Linked DNA regions of Gossypium hirsutum: regions 1 and 3 are each linked to region 2. Evidence: chromatin contacts called from public Hi-C data. All regions are on one chromosome and are shown on one strand. The core of a region is the stretch at or near the end of the contact, and the rest is flanking DNA. Distances in the headings are between cores, read along the strand shown.

The links. A called contact is a pair of places that touch in the nucleus more often than the background predicts.
Region 1: a Hi-C map of leaf shows a contact between it and region 2, with 1.7 times the contacts expected there. The contact joins the promoter of LOC107923044 here to the promoter of LOC107943121 in region 2. A contact is called at or near these places in 3 of 34 Hi-C or Micro-C datasets (leaf and seedling).
Region 3: a contact with region 2 is called in a Hi-C map of leaf, with 1.7 times the contacts expected there. The contact joins the promoter of LOC107923626 here to the promoter of LOC107943121 in region 2. A contact is called at or near these places in 2 of 34 Hi-C or Micro-C datasets (both in leaf).

Annotation. Positions count from the first base shown.
Region 1 is chrA11:11,070,698-11,073,699 of Gossypium_hirsutum_v2.1, forward strand. LOC107923044 (auxin-responsive protein IAA30) reads right to left here and starts at 1,750. Exons shown (of 3, transcript XM_041081044.1): 1 at 1,275-1,750; 2 at 992-1,185; 3 at 398-891. The coding sequence starts at 1,432. The coding sequence ends at 785. It overlaps LOC107923043 (chitinase 10), which reads left to right. Exons shown (of 2, transcript XM_016853253.2): 2 at 1-29.
Region 2 is chrA11:11,219,356-11,222,224 of Gossypium_hirsutum_v2.1, forward strand. It overlaps LOC107943121 (pectin acetylesterase 6), which reads right to left and starts at 1,326. Exons shown (of 13, transcript XM_016876866.2): 1 at 204-1,326; 2 at 1-52. The coding sequence starts at 402. LOC107943120 (protein ABC transporter 1, mitochondrial) reads right to left here. Exons shown (of 8, transcript XM_041081050.1): 7 at 2,576-2,692; 8 at 1,647-2,260. The coding sequence ends at 1,868.
Region 3 is chrA11:11,024,245-11,027,126 of Gossypium_hirsutum_v2.1, forward strand. It overlaps LOC107923626, which reads right to left and starts at 1,631. Exons shown (of 6, transcript XM_016853814.2): 1 at 1,486-1,631; 2 at 1,355-1,402; 3 at 1,185-1,245; 4 at 990-1,094; 5 at 707-874; 6 at 371-623. The coding sequence starts at 1,550. The coding sequence ends at 561. It overlaps LOC107923623 (protein transport protein SEC23), which reads left to right. Exons shown (of 7, transcript XM_016853811.2): 7 at 1-64.

The sequences.
Region 1 (3,002 bases), core at 500-2,999, 150 kb before region 2:
AATAATAGTAAATGTTTATTCTGACGGAAGAGCAAAGGGTTTTTCTCAATGGAATTTTCTTTTTGTTTTGTTTTAGGGTTGATTCTCTGTGAGATTTTATGAATAGATTATTCTAAAATCTGACGTTAATGATCAAGGCTGAAACATGCAGGAAAATAACATGGCTATAAGAAGAAAACGTCAAAGCATAAACTGACAATGACGTTCAAATCAGCCAATTTATTTGGTGCAACCACAGCCCAAGAACTAAAAGTTTCCAGGCCTTCACTCTCCTATTCCTTCTAAGTGGACTATTGGGCTGAAGAGAGAGGAATAGAAGACAATTCAGAGGACAAGCAGCTAGTGAAGACTTTATTGTAAATACCAAATACTATTAAAGAGATTGTACACAAGAGACTTATAGGTAAGAATATTAAAAGGCTTTCCTTAAGTAAAACATAACAATCCATCACCAATGAAAGATTTACAACCAAAAGACAAGACTGATGCTTGTTACTCAATCATTCTAGTATGTCCATGATACTTTTTTTTTCTAAACCCTAAACATATCCCACCATATATTTTATGCATACGCATCTCCTATTGATTTTCACTCCACCAAAAAGAAAAGAAAAGAAAAACAATTTTTTATCAAAGTTCAGCACTTGATCTACTTATCTTCAATCTCCTCACAACTGACAAGAACATCCTACAGTACATGCATATATAGAACAGCTTCAGCTGTGGTGTACTATAAGGAATGACCATCATCACCATATATAAGACATATGGAAATGTTGTTTACTTACTGCCAAGGAACATCACCAACCATCATCCAATCCCGTTCCTTGTCTTCATATGTTAGTACATGATATTCCTCGAAATAATCTCCATTCACCTCAGCCTCAGCCCCTGCATGGATTCGTCAAAACTTCTGTTCAGGGAGAAAAGAAAAAACAGCTGTTGCATTTTTAACGAAGGAAACAAAAGAAGTAGAAAGATGAAACTTAACAGATGAGGTTTGTATTAAACATATGTTCAAGAGTTTTTATCAGGTCACAGTAACTCCGGCGAGCCAACAGGTCTACTTTTCTACCAATAGGAATTCCTTCCATGTAAACTTTGACATAAAAAGTAGCACTGTTGCACTCATCTTGTTCGGCAAGCTCCAGCCTTAGCAGCGGCTTTATTGGCGATCTTTGCTTCCTGATATACATGTATACGTACCAATTTACCCAAAACAAATGGTAGTGTTTCTTTTGAAGATGATGGTGAGTAAATAACTAAACACGCACCTTGCATAAAGAGGAGAGGTTGAAATGCTAAGACCAAGGCTAAGATCGGTGTTATGGTCCCTCTGCGAAGAGGAAGAAGCAGCAGTAGCAGTGCTTGAGGAATCAAAGTGGTTGCTGCTCCCTATAGAAGATGAACAATAACTAATTGCCCTTCTCATTTTCTGAGATGTGGGAACTAAGACTGAAGAACAAAAGCCGCCACCTTTGGTTTAAATAACCAGAAAGAGAAGGAAATACTGTATATATAATGGAAAACAGTGGTAGTAAGTATTGGTAGAGAATCAAGAGAGGCAGTTCTTTCATATTCCTGGCCATGGTTGGGATGATATGTCGTCAGAGCAGCCGACATGTATACGTCTTATCTCATGATTTTAACTTTTTGTTTCTTGGGAGTTAAATTCAAGGAGGCTCCATGTGCGGGTTCTGTTTTGCGTTTGCTTCTCTTGTGTGCAAGTTCAAGGATTCATGCACAACACACGGGTAATTTTATAGCCTTCCGCATTTATATTTAGTCACCACCTCATGGCATAAATGTTTGACTTGTCTTTTGGTAAACCATATCTGAATTGAAATATTAGTAATTTTATATGGTAAAATAGTATTTATTATATAATTTATTTTAATAAAAGATAATTATTATTTATATTTTCCATAAAACAGAATTTAAAAGATATCATGATGAAGTTATGCATTAAAACTCAAATTGTTGTTCTTTTTAAAACAAAATCCTTTTTCCTCACGTGGAAAGGAAACTCTTGTTTTACCTTAAAAATAAAAGGCTTGGTTATCATCGTTGTGTATCTATCACCTTAATAATTAACTCTAAGAAAAAGGGGAACAAGAAAGATTGGCTTGCACCAAAAGAAACGCCAATTTTGCGAGAAAGAAACTACAGGAAGGAAGATCTAAGATGAGAAAAAGCAAAAGCTGATGTCCCCCACCATTTCTTGCCCAAATCTATGTTAGCTTCGAAGGGCCATGGGATGGGAAACCTATTGTTTTACTGTTCCCAACACTTTTTTTTTGTCCCTTTAAACACAATACTGTTTGAACATAAAGTTTTTTTAACATGCCAACGAAATAGTGACATCTAAATTCGAATTTTAAAATTTCTAATTATTATTTAAAAAAACATTTTTCCTCATTTACAGTAATTTTTTCTAATTATTATTATGGGTCAAACTTGCTATTGCTTTATATTTCAGAATACCAAAATTGTCAAGGATAGGCCCGGGTGAGGGCATTTTCCCATTTTAGGGGTTGCGCTAAAACTTTTTCTTCCCTGGTTTTTTCCCTATAATTTTTTTCAATGACTTATATTTTGAAATTATTACTCCGTTTTTAAAGCGTCGATAAGTTTAGGGGCCTTTGCTAGCGATAACCCCCCCCCCCAAAAAAAAAGAAGAAATCTGCCGCCCAGTCTCAGGCTAAACATGAAGCTTTCCTTAAAAACCTAACTGGAAATTTAGGTAATTTCCATGCAGAAGGGAAGTTTAGGTGAGAAATAAAACATAAGGCATGTTCTTCTTGGCACTAATTTTAGAATAACTCCGACTCCTAAAATAACAAATATTAAACAATAAAATGATACTTAAATTATATTAATTTTCTTAAATTAATACCTAAATTATTAAATCTTTACCTATTTTACCCCAACTATTAGCCCATTAGAATATAAAAATTCAGCCAATCACAATTACTGCCCATGTATTTCCAGATTTTCTTAGA
Region 2 (2,869 bases), core at 76-2,575:
GAGCGAAACCCACGATCCAGATGATAACCAGGAGGCGTCCCATCCAAACAAACTGTGAAACCCAAGGCATGAAAAGAAAGAAAATGAAAAAAAAAAAAAGAAGGGAAAAAGGAGTCTCATATCTCAACAGGAATCAAGAATCAGAATTTCAGGGCAGTCCTGGAATGCAAGAAGTAAATGATGCGTTGAAGTTTGAGAAGTACCAGCTCCTTTAGAAGCAGCTCCTTGAATGAGAGTAAGGGGAATCATGAGAGAGTTGGCACCAGGGGATACTGCATCTTTCTCTAAGAAGGAGAGTAATCTGTCTTTAGCTTTAAGTTCTTGCAACCCATCTTCAGATCGGCTCCAACCAATCCCAACTACACTCCACAAGCTCAAAACCCATATCAGAACTCGCTTCATTATTTCTCTCTTTTGTCCTTTTCACTCCTCTTCTAGATTACAGCTAACTCTAAAAACCAGGGAAAGAAAGAAAAATAAACAAACAATGTATTCAGTGTAGGAGTTCGAAAAGCTTTGCAAAGAAAGCTAAAACCTAAAAATGAGGATGAAGGTGGAACACTTTCAAGGGGAGTGATAATGGCTAGAGATTTCAGCTATGAATTTTGATAAACCCCATTTTTGAATGACAGCAGAAATGAAGGCAAGATGCTACAGTTGAGCGACATTCACTGCTTAGTCAGCCACAAGAGACCGTTGCCTGTCTTGTACCTTTTCCATATGTTTATTGTTTTTTTATCCGTAGACTCTCGTGCAATACTTTAGGCAGCCGCAATCCTTTCCAACTAGTGTAGTTATTTTTCTTGAATGCTCCTCCTAAAATTACATTTACCTTCTTTTAAAACTTCTTCATCTTCCCAACTTCAATCTTCTTTCATTTTATGTCCTTGGAGACGAATGGAAACATTTGGTTTTGGGGCAAAGCAAACAAAACAAGTAGAATTAGGGGGAAAAAAAAGAGAGTAGGTTGGGATCAACTATGAATATGAACACCGACATAGACAGATTCCTGTTCCAGTCCTGTAGTGGTACTAAAACTAAACTAATACTATGCTTACCGACTATGTATTATTGCATGGTCTATGAATGATCATATAAAAATGCTCCACATCCTTACGCTCTCTAAATCCGCCGATAATACGCCTTCCGGTAATTGCGCTCTATTTTTTACTTTGAATATTTCCTGCATCATTTTCTGGTATTGGGCTAAGTAATAAATTACAAGCGAAAACAAAAAACACTGAATTTTGTTTTAGCTAAATATGCTGGAGGATAAGAAAAACATAATAATATCCTTCTTTATTTATTGCTGAAAGTGCATGTATATTGACGAGAAAGAAAAGAGCAAATTTTGAAGAACAATATTCTTTTTTCTCGCATTCAAATACTGAAGGAGCATTGTCTTCATCCCTTTCTATTTTATAAGAAATTATCCTGCCTCTTTGATCTTTTTGAATTCATCAATTTTAATCACTATACTGTAAATTTCATCCGTATTTTGTAATTAGATCAACTCTAAGTCCATGCACTTTTTAATTTTTTCATAAATTATAATTATTAATTTATTAACCAAAATTTTAAATAATATATGAAAACAATAAACTAACGTGACATTATACATATAATAATATATTTGCAACATCAGATTTCAGAAAATTTAACATAAATAATTTATCAATTATCATTTGATAAGTACAAAAACTAATATCAAAATTTAAAACTTTTTTTTTCTCTTTAGCCAACAAAGTTAGAATATGTAAAATTCATATTATAATGGGATGTGCACTTGGCAAATTGAATCCCTAAATTTTTATTACAAATGTAATAAAAAGAATCAAAATTTGTAAACTAAATAATCCCAACGTCGTCAAGATACTGAAGCAGTTGATAAGGACCCCTCATCTTCGCCAAAATGGTAGTGCTCATAGACATCAAGCAACAATTCCCTGCATGGTACAACAGCCCCTAGCTTAATGCAAGCCAAGAAAGCACCTGACAATTTCCGATGAAGACTGTAGGCCTCGTCTGGGGGTGGTGTAAGGCGGTGCCTCAGCATTGTTGCCCCGAGGTTTGAAATGCTTTGAGTAATATTAGTTGAGCGGAAATCATAGCCACCAGACTTTGAGAATGGCAATCCCACAACAAAACCAGCCTGAACGTGAGCCTCCAACATTACCTCTGATTCCTTTCCTGTCAAGAATCCAAGTCTCTGTGACATCTCAATAACTGCTGCTCTGTCATTATTTGCGCAAGCCATAACCTGGTCGAATACATGCAAGGAAGTAATCCTTCAGTTCACAACTACGGACAATCAACTCTGAAAATGGCAAAAGTTAAACCGCAACACAAGGTTGAACACCTCATAGAATTAGTAAGCGTGAAGCAAAGCCACCCTCAAGATCAAACTATATAGAGGTCTAGTAAGCAAGAGTCTAAAAGTAGAAAAATCCATAAAGGCTGAAGACAAACATATGGCTGGTTTTCAACCTAAATGTCAAAAGCAGCTTGTGCTATTCGTGTGGGAAAAAGAAAAAGAAAAAATTTGATGCCACGAGCATTTTTGAAGGGAACAGACCATTCGCAAATAGTCATCAACAAATCGTTTAGGATAATCTCGAGCTGCTCCAAAGTCAATGAGATTGACTGTTTTGGTAGTCTCATCATATAGGAAATTACTCCAATTGGGGTCAGTCTGCATAAGAGCAAGAAAGGACGTCACTTCTTCAACAAGACTTATAAAATGGAACAAAGCAGCATTTTACGAGAATAATAAGAAGCAAACTTAGACAAAGAGCTAATTCTAAAAAGTTTATAGAAAACCAAAGTCAAGTTTCTTCTTAAATTGATAGCTTTAGGCTTAGATATTTTT
Region 3 (2,882 bases), core at 381-2,880, 190 kb before region 2:
ATGTAACTCATTCATGTTTTCTTTTTTCGTTTCTTTTTATTAATTATTATTATTATTTTCTTTTCTTGCTCTCTCTTTGATAAAAATATCACCCTCATTTAAGCTTCAAATAAACAGCTATACTTAATAGAAACTACAAAGTTTTTAACATTTTTCACTTTCTTTGCTTAAAATGCTTTAGTAGAGAGCAATAGTTTCACTTTACTGCTACCCTCCTGTTTTGGCTTTGTGTCCTATTCCCCAATTTAATTTAAAAAAAAATATTTTTTCATATATGTAGAAAATCATATTTTTATATTTATGTTTAAAAATATATCCGAATACAATTGCTTAGGTTTTGTGTTGTAATTTTTCAAACAAAAAACAGATCTCAATCATGTGAGGCTTTTCTGCTGGTTTCTCATAGATATCAATTTCTACATTTTAAATCCCTTTCATTACCATAGGGACCATAACAACATAGAATTAAAAAATAATAATAATAAACAGCTCTTTCATTCCATTCTGACTGCAAAAAAAAAAAAAACTGGCAAGTCATATTGAACTTGAAGCAGAGCCCTTTAATTGGGTTCGTCACCATCAAGAATTTCCTCCATGATTTGATTGATAGCACTTCCTCGAGCCTATAGTTTAAAAGACAAATATTTCAGCACATAGTCAAAAACACCCTAGGTTAAAAAACAATCAGCAAATTCGAGATCCTAACCTTTACTCCAATTGCAACAGCTGTTTTTAGCTTTACAAGCTCACCCAATCTTAAGGACCCCTTTTTATCATCTTTAACAATGATCAACGGTACCTTTCTTGATTTAGCCAACGTTGGCAGGTGCTTCGTCAGCCACTTTGGGTTGCAATCAGCAGCTAACAGTATAGCCTACAAACGCAACAAACATACACCAAGTCTCGAGCTACTTAACAGCAAACGTACAAGCAATAAAAAACTAACCCTAGCTGCTTGTTAAAACATGGGTAAAACCAGGATAGCTAACCTGAAATCTAACAAAAGGTGATTGGGCAGTGCTCCCGTCGTCAATAATGGCTGCCATCCGTTCAAGTACACGTGTTACGTCATTAACACCGATTGCAAATTGTTGCTAAAATGCCACAAATATTATAATCAGACAATAATAAAACCACAAGGTTAGTCGAAAAAAATGAGTACAGCATTGGCTAAGACATCAAACCTTAAGCCACACTTTTTCAGGCAAGGAGTTTCCAGCCAGCGCTCTGGCTGACTCTATCCCTCTGTTCATTGAAATAACATAATAAAATTTAACTACGTAAAACAACAAGTAGTTGAATTGAAAAAAAAAGGGTATTTGTTAATCGAAGCTAATTGTTTCGAATTATTTACCTTCGGATTGATTCAAGCACGTGAATGAGCCGTTCTCCTTCATAGCAACTTTCAGGACCCGAAGAAAAATAAAAAAGTAAGAAATCAAAAGACAGTTTTTATAAAATCTAATGAAATTAAAAGAGACATACTCTTGCTGTTGAGGAAGGGCGCCATCCTGAATGTTGTTTTTGGCCGCCTTGTTTCTAGGCGGCATGTTTCTTGTTTGCAGAGTTCGCTCGCTACTTCTTCGATGAAAAGTTCATAAGAAATCTATTTAGAAAAGTTCATTGAACTTTATGGGGTATTATGGTCCTAAAATTGGCCCATTTATATAGTTGTCAAGTTAATAGGCCCATGGCTAGTTCCAATCTTGCATGGCTATAACATTTTAAAAAAAAAATTCATTCCTTCTAAAAAAAAAAACTAAACCAAATCCAATGATCCAAAAAAGGAAAAGTTTAGGCTTATTATCCAAAGAGATGGAAAAAAATAGAGGTAAGCAATGATATTAGCAAAGTGTGACCGGTTTAAATATACTACAATCTATTCTTTCAAATTTTAAAATTTAATCTTTATATTTTAATTTAAAGGACATTAAATATTTATATTTTTTTATTTAAAAATTTTGGTCTCTCCGTTTAATTCCATCATTAAAGTTAACCATGTCAAAAGTAAAATAATTTTTTAACGCTCAATAATTATATTTTCATCAATTTGGTCCTTTTACTTTAAAATTACATAAAATTCTTAAAATATTATTTTCATACTTTAAATAAAATTAATAAAAATTAAAAAATATATAATTTTTATAAAATTTTAAAAATGGTTTTAAAAAATATAAATAAAAATTTCAAATCTCAATGTTATCTAAATCAGACTGAACCAACTAGTTCGATGGGGAACCTGTTGGGTATCGGTCCAATGAGAGGTAAAAAAATTAGTTGATTTGCGAATCGATACAGATTGGTTGAATCAAGTGAAAAATCAGTTGAACCGATTTTGAATTGGTCTAACAAATTGGTTCTAAACAACCAGCCCAATCATTTCAAAACAAATAAATTATTAAAAATTATAAAGATAGATCCAATTGCCAATTCAACTATGCTTCAGTCCGGTTCAACTAGTCTATATCGATTAATAGGTCTATCGAATTTTAAAACTTTTAAACTTTTTTAGCCCTCTACATTTATAGTTTTTTTGACAATTTGGTCCATACTCTTTAAAAGTATGCAAATTTTTTAGGTAAACTACCTAACTAGTAACTCAACTTTTTAGGTGCTTTCATTTTGGTCACTCAAATAAAAAAATTTCAAATTGGTCGCTACCGCTACAATAATTTATTGTTTTGGTCACCTATCCATTTTCTCATTAACGAAGCCTGATTTGACATGACACATAATGTGCATATAATTAGTCGTTGTAGGCTGATATTTTCCATGTAAGTATATAAATATTTTAAATCCATTCTCTTCTTTTCTTTTCACCATAATGTAAAAGCTCTAATCCAAAAATTATCTTTTTTCATAAACTTTCTAGTATGTTTTCT